Linked DNA regions of Sus scrofa: region 2 is linked to region 1. A link is a contact called in public Hi-C data. All regions are on one chromosome and are shown on one strand. The core of a region is the stretch at or near the end of the contact, and the rest is flanking DNA. Distances in the headings are between cores, read along the strand shown.

Evidence for each region. A called contact is a pair of places that touch in the nucleus more often than the background predicts.
Region 2: a contact with region 1 is called in a Hi-C map of subcutaneous adipose tissue, with 1.9 times the contacts expected there. The contact joins two enhancer-like sites. A contact is called at or near these places in 21 of 47 Hi-C or Micro-C datasets (alveolar macrophages, blood, brain and 14 more) and 2 of 2 datasets of contacts at active chromatin or transcription factors (alveolar macrophages and skeletal muscle).

The regions. Positions count from the first base shown.
Region 1 is chr12:43,101,214-43,106,395 of Sscrofa11.1, reverse strand. No RefSeq gene overlaps it. Among named protein-coding and RNA genes, the nearest start is that of COPRS, 13 kb to the right of the region's middle. Within about 2 kb of position 1,440, at least 14 of the 83 cell types and tissues checked have an H3K27ac peak or open chromatin away from gene starts, as enhancers often do. A contact at or near this core is called in omental adipose tissue and subcutaneous adipose tissue, where this site is marked.
Region 2 is chr12:43,364,735-43,370,040 of Sscrofa11.1, reverse strand. RAB11FIP4 (rab11 family-interacting protein 4) reads left to right here. Exons shown (of 15, transcript XM_005669074.3): 12 at 105-242; 13 at 323-481; 14 at 1,581-1,769; 15 at 2,902-5,306. The coding sequence ends at 3,018. Among named protein-coding and RNA genes, the nearest start is that of TRNAT-CGU, 19 kb to the right of the region's middle. Within about 2 kb of position 1,425, at least 9 of the 83 cell types and tissues checked have an H3K27ac peak or open chromatin away from gene starts, as enhancers often do. A contact at or near this core is called in omental adipose tissue and subcutaneous adipose tissue, where this site is marked.

The sequences.
Region 1 (5,182 bases), core at 191-2,690:
AAGTCAGCAAGCATATATTCAGCACTCACTGTGCGCCAGGCTCTGGGGTAGATGGGGGCGGGGGATGGAGGAGGACAAGATGACGCTTACCCTAAATTTCACAGTCACCTCTTCTGGAAAAAAAAAAAAAAAAAAAAAACTCATCTATAAAATCAGCAGTAAATCCTGCCCATGAATCTACAGGTGAGTTTGCCAACCAGCAGGAAGCCCTCTAACTGGAAGGTAACCCTGAGCCAGCTGGGCATCTCCTCCAGGGCCCCTCACTCTCCCGGTAGCTCAGGCAGGAGACAGGGCGCGAATGGGTCTTTACTGCCACCTGCTGGAGGAATGGAATAAAGGCCACAGGTGGCAGCCAGAAGAAATCCAGGCCCCTGCCTTGAGTTGCCAAACACATGGCTCTAACCTCTATCTGCCACATGTGCTCAACAGCTAATGAGAAGTTGTCAGAGGAAATGGCTTTTGAAATCACCTTAAGGGGGGTGGGGAGAGGGAAGGAAAGGAAAGGAAAGGAAAAGAAAGAAAAGGAAAGGAAAGGAAAGGACAGGACAGGACAGGACAGGACAGGAGGCGCTCCTGTCTTGGCTCAGCCACGACTAGAACCCAGCTAGTATCTCTGAGGATGTGGGCTCAGTCCCTGGCCTTGCTCAGTGGGTTAAGAATCTGGCGTTGCCCTGAGCTGTGGTGTAGATCGCAGATGCGGCTCAGATCCCTTGCTGCTGTGGCTGTGGTGTAGGCTGGCAGCTGTAGCTCCGATTCCACCCCTAGCCGGGTGGATCCAGATGCTGCAGATTCAATCCTAAAAAGCAAAACAAAGAAAAGAGTTCCCGTCGTGGCACAGCAGAAATAAATCCGACCAGGAACCATGATGTTGAGGGTTCGATCCCTGGCCTCGCTCAGTGGGTTAAGGATCCAGCATTGCTGTGGCTGTGGCGTAGGCTGGCAGCTGTAGCTCCTTTTCGACCCCTAGTCTGGGAACCTCCATATGCCTCAGGTGCAGCCCTATAAAGACAAAAAGACAAAGACAAAGAAAAAAATAAAAGAGCAAGGAAAGCCAATGGTGCCTTGCAATGGTCAGAGAGTGGGTGTGTGCCTCCTGGGGAAATTTCTCTCTCCCACTCAAAGGGGAGGACCAGAGAACCCTGTTAAGATGCGGAGAAACATCTTCTTCTGCGACTGACTGTGTTTTACTCTCCAGGCCCTCAGCAAGGACAGATCCCGGTGGAACTCTCCAAACTCTGGTGCCCTGGAACACAACTAAACTGTCCTCCTGCCCATCAACACCTGCAGGATCTAACCCAGCCCTGGAACCAGCTCAAGAGAAACTGCCGGAAGCTGGGAGGCCGTTCTTTCCAAAGGCCTTGGCTTTGCAGCCAGACTCTTGCTAAGTCAACAAAGCGGGAGCCAGCCGTGCTGCTTGCCTTCCTGTTACACCCTCCAACTTCGTCTCCCAGGCCTGCCACGCTCACACACACACGTGTGCACGCACGCACACATCCAGCACCCTCAGTTACTTGGGTGGGGAACCTGCCCTGGGAGAACTGGGAGGCAGCATCCAGATGGGCTACTGCCAGGGTGTTGGAGACTTTTTTTCCCCCTCTTTCTCCACATTCTAACCATCCTGTGAAAAGTTGGGCCCAAGAATGCAAACTCCGGAAAAACAAGGGCAGTGAAACACCAAAATATTTACTTAGCCAGTGCGTGTGCTTCTCTGAAGGCCATTTCAGATTTCCTCGGGGCAGTGGAGCCTTGCAGAGTCCAGCCCTTTGCTTCTGTACATAGAGAGTGGTCTCTGCAGCCTCCACCATGAACCCCCGCCCCCAGCCACCCAGGCATCTGAGAGCAGAGCTTGGAAAGCACAGCCCCCCACCCGACCCCCAAGGGACCAAACTTGACCCCCTAGAAACACAGCACCAAAATAATATAGGGGTGGGTGAAAGGGTACCTTTCCTCAGACTTCCCCAAAGGGAAGAAAGCTACAACAGTCAGAAATACACCCAAGCCATCAAAAACACACAGAATTTCCTATACAACAGACAAATGGCACAATTGTTTGTTCTGACCCAGTACCAAAACAGCAAGTTGTCCATGCAGATAGAAAATGAAAATGGGCGTTCCCTTCATGGCTCAGGGGAAAATGAATCTGACTAGCATCCATGAGGATGCAGGTTCGATCCCTGACCTCACTCAGGGGGTTAAGGGTCCGGCATTGCCGTGAGCCGTGGTGTAGGTCAGCAGCTGCAGCCCAGTTTGACCCGTAGCCTGGAAACCTCCATCTTCCACGGGTGCGGCCCTAAAAAGACCAAAAAAAAAAAAAAAAGAAAATGAAAATAAAGCAAAAATGATCAGCACTCTGGTATTCATCAACCCATTTTGATACTTTTTTTAAACTTTTTTTAATTGAAATAGAGTTGATTTACCATGTGGTGTTAGTTTCGGGTGTATAGCAAAGTGATTCCCTATATCCAGTATGTGTATCTGAAAAAAACACATGTGTATGTAACAAGTATATGTAGCATATACACGTACGTAATACATACATTATTTTTCATATTATTCTCCAGCACTTCCAATGCCTCATTCTCCACCTGCCTGATGATCTGTCCCCTCCCCTCGCCCCCAGGAGTAACTCGTGCTCACCCAGGCTTCTGTTAACTCTGCATCTCCCACATCTTTCAAGTTCAAGAAGCACAACCGTCATCTCTTGGAGCATCCCAGCTTCTGGAGCCAAGCTTCCATCCCGGCTGAGGCTGTCACTTCCTCAAGTAGGGCGTTGTGTCCCCACCCTCCACTGCCACAGTCGTCCCTGTGCACACCCTCTGGGTCTGTCACCCTCCCTGCAGGCTCAAGGCCTGGGCATCCTTTGTGAGATGGTCCTGACTGCCCAGGAGCACCAACACCTATCACTCACTCTCTGGGGCCCTAACTCCCCAGGGTCACACCAAGCAGCAGGGCTCATAATTGCCTCTGCTCTTAGCATCTCCAGACTATTGCTCTCTCTTTCCTCCCCGTCTTTCTTCTTATAGCCCAGGGGATTTTTTTTTTTTTTTTTTTTGGCCTGGGGAAATTCTTTCTTCCCAAATTTCTTCAAGACTCCAGTCTGCTGGCCCCAAACTCCCTTGCCTCCTTACCAAAAAATTATTATTATTTTAATTCAAAATCCCTTTTTGTAAAACCAAAGCTTGAAAAATGTCTTGGCTGCCTCTGACTCTGTCACACGCCTCCACAAAGGCAATGAGCCTGCTTGCGTGGAGAGGGCAGGAGAGAGACAAGGGCACGTTGGAAATATCATCCAGCCACACGACAAACACATTTTCCCTCTCCATCCCCCAAGATTTTTTAAGTGGCCGTAGTGTCTTTCCTGGTAACTGATATTGTCCGCAAGAAACGCTGGAAGAGGAGTTGCTCTGCGGCTCCCAACAGTCCCTCCAGGCCTCTGTCCTCCAGCAGCTTCTGCCCACATCTGCCCCTCTTTTCATCCCCTTTCTCCTCTCCCCTCGCTGCCTCTCCCCGACCTGGCTTGCACATTCTGGAAGAAGCTGGCTGGAAGTCCCCGTTGCCCTTCTGGTCAAGAGAAACAACAGCACCAAAGGCTCAGGTGCACCGTCCCCCTGCCCCCCGACAACCGCATCAGCCCTGGGATGCCCGTTCCCCGCCACCCCTGCACCTGCACCGGCCCCAAGTCAAGTTCCCCGAGGGCCTTGTAATGAATTCCCACATCCCCAATCCCCTTGTGGGCCTCTCTCTAGAAGAGATGGCCACTCCCGCTTCCTTAAAACTCTCCTCCCCTTAGATTAGGCTTCAGTGGGGCCCACACCACGGGTCTTCCCCCTCCTTGGCCACAGCGGGCCCCCAGGATCCGGGATCCAGGATCCGGTCCTTCCACCTACCCTGTAATCACTGACGCTCCCTCCCTGAGGCTGTGTCCTGGGCCCGTGGGCCCTCGCAGAACAATGTCAACCTCTCTCAACGCTGCAACGCCTGCCAGGACCTCAGAAATTCTCCCCAAGAGTCCTTCCTCCCCCACATTTCCCCCTCTCTTTTCCCCTCCCCCTCCAGATTCCAGAAGGCTGTCTGCAACTGCCTTGCGACTGTTTGGCCAGAAAATGAAAAGCCAGAGAGAGGGTAAAAGCGCCAATTTCCTACCCGGGAGTCTCAGAACCACAGAGCAGAGCAGGACCACCAAAGGGGCAGACCCCAACCCAATACAGGGGAGAATTTTCCAGCAAGGGGCACTGGCCAGCAATGGTTGGGCTCCTTCTGAGGTGTGACCGGAAGAGGGCAGAGAGACTTCCTGCACATTCCAAGTAGAAATAAGTAGCATCAAGTTATCTCCCTGTCCTGAGACTGTACAGCACAGCTCAGCATTTAGAGATACACAAGAGCTCTTTCGCTGTTTTTTGGTTTTGGGATGGGGGTGGCGGCTTGAACACCTAAAATTATAATTTTCACTAGAGGCTACTGGTTAGAAATGACTGTGCTGTTTCCTTGCTATTCAATTATTTTTTAAATAATCATGATTTGTTGTTTACCCGATAAATACTGTGCATCAAAGACTCATTTGGCATACACACACTCCAGTTTTTAGAGAACGAAGTTTATTTGGTCATTGACTGAAGGCTTTCAGAGGAAAAAGCATGGTTGCAAAGCTCACCACTCTTGGACATTTCTCTCAGTCCTATTGCTATCCACTGAAAAAAACAAGAAAATATAAAAGGAATCCTAACTAAATCCTCAAGACTTTTCAAAGGTTTTTGTTGGTTTGTTTTTGTTTTTTAGGGTTGCACCTGCGGCATAGGGAGGTTCCCAGGCTAGGGGTCCAATCGGAGCTGCAGCTGCCGGCCACAGCCACAGCCACGCCAGATCCAAGCTGCATCTGCAAACGACACCACAGGTCATGCACAATCCTTAACCCACCGAGCGAGGCCGGGGATCAAACCCGCATCTTCATGGACACTACTAATCAGGTTCATTACCGCTGAGCCACAACAGGAACTCCCTAAGGATTCTTTAAATACCGTTCTTTCTTCATCACCAGCCTGGGATGTTGTCTGCTAACTCTAAACGCAGCCTGGGCAAATACTGCCCCGTTAATGAAGACTGCATTTGTGCTGGTATTTACTGAACGTTGTCATGCTGGGCTCCATGCCGTGGCACGGCTATCGAGGAGTAAGACGTGGTCCTG
Region 2 (5,306 bases), core at 176-2,675, 260 kb before region 1:
GGCCCATTTGTCGAGGTGGCTGCCCCGACCCCCATCAAAGCCCCCAGGGTACAGCGGGCCCCGCTGGGAACTCCCCCCACCCCACCCTGGTCTTCCGGCTGCAGGAGCGGCAGCGCATGTCCGACCGGCTGGAGGACACCAGCCTGCGGCTCAAGGATGAGATGGACCTGTACAAGCGCATGATGGACAAGCTGCGGCAGAACCGCGTTGAGTTCCAGAAGGAGCGGGAGGCTACGCAGGAGGTGGGTCCCAGGCCAGCGGGCGCCAGGGCTCCCCCGACCCCAGCCCCCCTGCTCCTGCCAACCAGCCTCTCTCCCCCCAGCTCATCGAGGACTTGCGGAAGGAGCTGGAGCACCTGCAGATGTACAAGCTGGACTGCGAGCGGCCGGGCAGGGGCCGAGGCTCGTCCTCCGGCCTGGGCGAGTTCAGCGCCAGGGCCCGAGAGGTGGAGCTGGAGCACGAGGTGAAGCGGCTCAAGCAGGTGGGTCTGCGGGGTGAGGTGTCTGGGTGTCCCCACCGGGCGGGCCTCCTGCGAGGGGCCAGGAGCTGGAGCACCACCTTCCCCCACGCCGCTGCCCGCTCCTCCTGATACCCTGGGCCTCGGGGCTGCTCATCCCCGTCTCACAGCTCGAGCAAGGCAAGTGGACATCCCAGGTCCTCCCTCAGCAGCCACGAAGAGAAGCAGACCCCAGTCCTCGGTCCTGGGCACGAGGGCTGGAGAATGAGACTCCCCAGCCCCGCGTGCAGCCCTTGCTGCCTTGGGTTCTCCCACAAGCGGACCCCGAGCCCACGATTCCATGTCACATGGTTCCCAGACACCCTCCCATGACTGGAGACCAGTTGGGGGTGGGGGAAGCGGGGTCCAGAGGGACATTGACCTGGTGAGGGCAGCCCTCGCTCAGACCTCTGAGTTGGCTGCCCGGGATGCAGAGGGGCTGGAGGTTCTGCGTCCCCAGCAACCCCAAACCCCAGCCCTTCTCAGCCATGGGGGGTGGGGGGTCGGGGGGACGCCCAAGGTCCCAGGTGCCAGCAGTTAGGAACTTTGAGGCAAAAGCAAGAGTCACGGGGCTGGTAAGGAGGGCCTGGGCGGGCTGTACGCAGGAGCAAGGGCGCCCTTGGGAGGAACTCCCAAGAGCGGGATTCCTGAGCCCGGCTGCAGGGGGAGCTGAGAGCATGAGCAGACCCGCCAGCCCAGGGACCCAGAGCATGCTTTTCACCCAGGGCCAGTGGTGGAGAAGGAGCCACTGGGTGGGCAGTGTCCCCACACAGGGCCTCTGAGCCCCCTCTTCCGGCTCATCTCCCCCTAGGGAGGAAGGAGCGGCCAGGAGCCATGCTTCTGTCCGGAAACTTGGCTCCCAGTACAGGGCTGTAGCGCCTCCTCAGAACCCCAGGACCTCCCAGCATCTAGCTCTCCTCCCAGGCAGGCGTGGCAAAGGCCACGTCATCCGTGGGTGTCCTGAGCTGCCTGTGACACTCCCCTGCCAAGGGGGAGGGTGCTGGTGGGGGCTAGGAGCCAGTGGATGCAGAGATGTGGGTTCTGGATGCCCGGGGAGTTGATGTGGCCTCTGTCCCCTCCGCAGGAGAATCATAAGCTACGGGATCAGAACGACGACTTGAACGGGCAGATCTTGAGCCTCAGCCTCTACGAAGCCAAGAACCTCTTTGCCACCCAGACCAAAGCCCAGTCTCTGGCTGCGGAGATAGACACGGCCTCTCGCGACGAGGTAACGTGCTCACCCGCTCTCGCCTCGGAGCCCGGCCCCGTGTCTGTGAGTCCCGCCCCATCCCCCGCCTCCATGGTGAGCCCCGGGCCGCCCAGAGCAGGAAAAGCGGGCCAGGGCCTGGCCGCTCCGAGTCCCCACCTGCGATGACCCCGAGCGACAAGGGCAGAGTTGAATCAGCTCTGGTTTCCTGTACGTGGTGGGGGAGCACGGGCTTGGGAGCAGAGCGGAGTTTGAGTCTCCACTGTGCCAGGAACGGGCTGAAATGGCCAGTTGATTTCATCAGCATGTGATCCAGGGGAGGCTGGATGTGCCCTGGAGCCAGGCCAAGGGGGGAGGATACTGGCTTTTCCTGGGCACCTGCTTGCATGTGTCTTCATTTAATCTTCTGAGAACTCGAAGGCGTTCTGAGCACGTTCCTGTCACAGATGGGGAGACCGGGACATGAGGTCAGCCAGCTTAGGGAGGGAGAGGGACCCAGGTCTCCGGCACCAAAGCCCACACTTTCTGCCCCACTGGGGTGTGCTGATGAAAGATCAGCCCTCCGAGGAGCTCTCACTGGGGCACAGCGGGATCCTCTGTGTCTTGGGAGCGCTCGGACAAGGCTTCTGTCCCCACCTCGGCACAGTGGGTTAAGGATCTGGTGTAGCCGCAGCTGCAACTTAAGTCAACACTGCAGTTTGGATCTGACCCCTGGCCTGGGAACTCCAGATGCTGTGGGGTGGCCAAAAATGGGAGGAAAAAAAAAAAAAAAGATCAGGCCTTGAAATACCTAGGTTAGATTTCACCGTGAATCGTAAGAGTCGGTGAACCCCTTACCCTGTGCTTGGGCACCAGCCTCCAGCCCGCAGGCAGAGGCAGCATTTCATTTCCATGAAGGACACAGCAGGAGGGGACCTAGAGGACAGTGTTGGGACCGGGCGGTGGTGTGAGGGACAGTCCATCCTGATTATAAAGGCCTCCGGCCAGTGTTCTCAACCTCTTCCACAAAATCACCCCTCCTGGACCCCTCCACGGGCCAGCCGTGTGAGAGTCCGTGGGAGGGAGGCCTGGGCCTCTGTGTATTTAACACTCCCTGGGTCTGACACCAGAGACTTGTGCCCCGGCTTCGAGGGCGGCGGTGGGTCTTGGGGCCCTGGCCCCGGCCTGGCCTCTGACCTGTCTTTCTGGTTCCCTTCAGCTCATGGAAGCCCTGAGGGAGCAGGAGGAGATCAACTTCCGGCTGCGGCAGTACATGGACAAGATTATCCTCGCCATCCTGGACCACAACCCCTCCATCCTGGAGATCAAACACTGAGACAAGGGGGGCTGGCTGCAGAGCGGCCTCGGCACCCCCGGACCCCGGGATTCAGGGCCAAGCCCCGCCTGAGGATGCGGCCCAGGCCGGGCCTCACGTGCACACTGTAAAGTGACTCTGGCCACCGTGTGATGTGTACTGGTGTGTGTCGGGGGAGGGGGGGGGAGAGCGTGGCTGCGCGGCCGTGGGCGCCCTCTTGTGCCGTCGGCCGTCCCTGCACTTCGCGGTCCCTCTGCGGGGGTGGGGGTGGGGGGGCAGGGGGTCCTGGAGGGGGGCGGGGGCGAGGTCGGCCGTCAGGAGCCGCCCTAAGAACCAGAGCCGAAGCTTGGGTGTCAGATACTGGACGAAATGATTCTACCTCTGGGGCCAGGATGAACAAGTCCTTGCGTGAGACGGGCTCTTCCACCCCATCCCTGCGTCCCCCGGGGGCGTGGGAGCCGAAGGATGATCTTTTCCGGGAGGTCCAATGCCTCACCAACCTCTTCAGCCCCCTTTCAAGCCCCGGTGCTGGAGCTCGGAGAGGAGGAAGGGGTGTTAGGAGGGGGTGGGTGGGGTCCTCTCGAGCCCCTTCCCCCAGCCCGCAGCCCCCGTGATGCTGGTGCCCCTTGTGTCTAAAGGACTTGGGCTTGCGGAGGCGCTGGAGGGGCGGGCGCCCTTCGTCCTGAGAGATCTTGGCGTTTTTCGGGTTCTCCTCCGTAGATGTCCCCGTCCCTGCTTCGCTCCCTCTCCCTTTCTGTCTTTGCTTTGTTTTTTAAGGCAATGAACAAATTCACGCGAGTGAATATCAAGGAGGAGAAGGAAGGGGGAGGGGCTGGGGGCCGAGGCTGGCTAATGCCAGGGGAGGAGGGGTCCTTGGGCAGCCAAAGACACGGTTTTCGGGAGGGAGCACGCCCACGTCCCCCGTCAGCATCCTTTGCGGTGGCTGCATTTTGAGAGAGAAGCACGGATGGAGCCTCTGACAGCGCCCCGCAGTTTGGGAAAGGGCCTCGCGTCCCTGTCCCTGGTGGTGGCCTTGGGTCTGGATTTTCGGAATCCAGCCTCTGGGTTTGGCACGGCTGCATAGCAAGGCCCCTGGGTTCCAGGCTTTAGCAACACACCTGTATTTGGTTCTCAGCCAGGGGAGCAAACACGGTGCGGGGGGGAGAAACGGGGAGCTTGCAGGGCAATCTTGGTCCCCTCTTGGTGCCACGGGGTGGACATCACCCCCTGGAGCTTTGGTGTGGCCGTTTGTCCTAGAGGGCTGGGTGTAGAGATGGTACTTTTCTCTGAGTTTTCCAGTCTGTCTCAGTTTTGTGTGGCTTGTGATGCGCTTTCTGAATCCACATGCACATAAACATGTATGGCCTTCACCCCCTGCCCATGTCTTGTTCCCTTCAGCCTTTGCAGTGGAAAAACACAAGTCTGGGCATGTTGGGGAGGCGTGTACGCAGAGGAGAGAGGGCGGGAGAGGGTGAGGAGGGGACCTGGGGACTCCGGCTTGTTCCTGCTCACAGAGCAGGGCTGTGGCCTGCACTGATGTTCCTTCCCTAACAGGTACCTTTTGCTCTGGTTGGATTGCCTGAGTTCTTTACACGCATATGCATGGGGGTTGTTTCCTGCAGCAAGTGCCAGGGCCACATTGGTCTGATCCAGGACTTTGGGGCCGCCCACACCGGGAAAATGAGGGCAGGGGCCAGTCTTCTGGGAGTCTCTCAACCCTTCAAGACACTGGTCTCCTTGGGGCGCCTGAGGGTCTGTGCAGAAGCAGTAGAGGAAAGACGGCAACAGAAGGAAAAAAGGAAGGAAAGTGTGTCTCTTGAGGATTTGCTAATCTGAAGGGAGCTAGGGAAAGGAAAGATGAATTAGGACATGGCCTTGGTCTGGGGGTTACATGCGAAGGAGTCTTGCAAAGAGGCCAGCCAAGTCCGGGTCCTGGTCTATGGGGGCCTCGCCCCAGGCATGAGCATTTTATGGGTGACACTTGATATGCCCTTCAGCTGCCCTGATGTGGGTGGGATTGGAGGGAAGGCCACCTAAGTGAATCAATTATTTGGAAAGGAGGTGGGAACAGCTGTCGGCCTCAAGGGGGCGCCACGGGAGCAGCCTCCTCCAGGAAGCACTCATCCAGGCCCCTGGGGACCTGGTCTCTGGATCTGGGCTGCCTTTAAAATGAGCCTGAATCCCACCTAACACTTGCCCCAAGTTAAATCCAGCTGCCTTCAGCCAGAATTCATCACATTGGCTTTAAGAGTATGTAGTTTTTAAAAATGCTCTTCCTTGTTTGAAAGCTGGGGGGGGGGGTGCTAGCT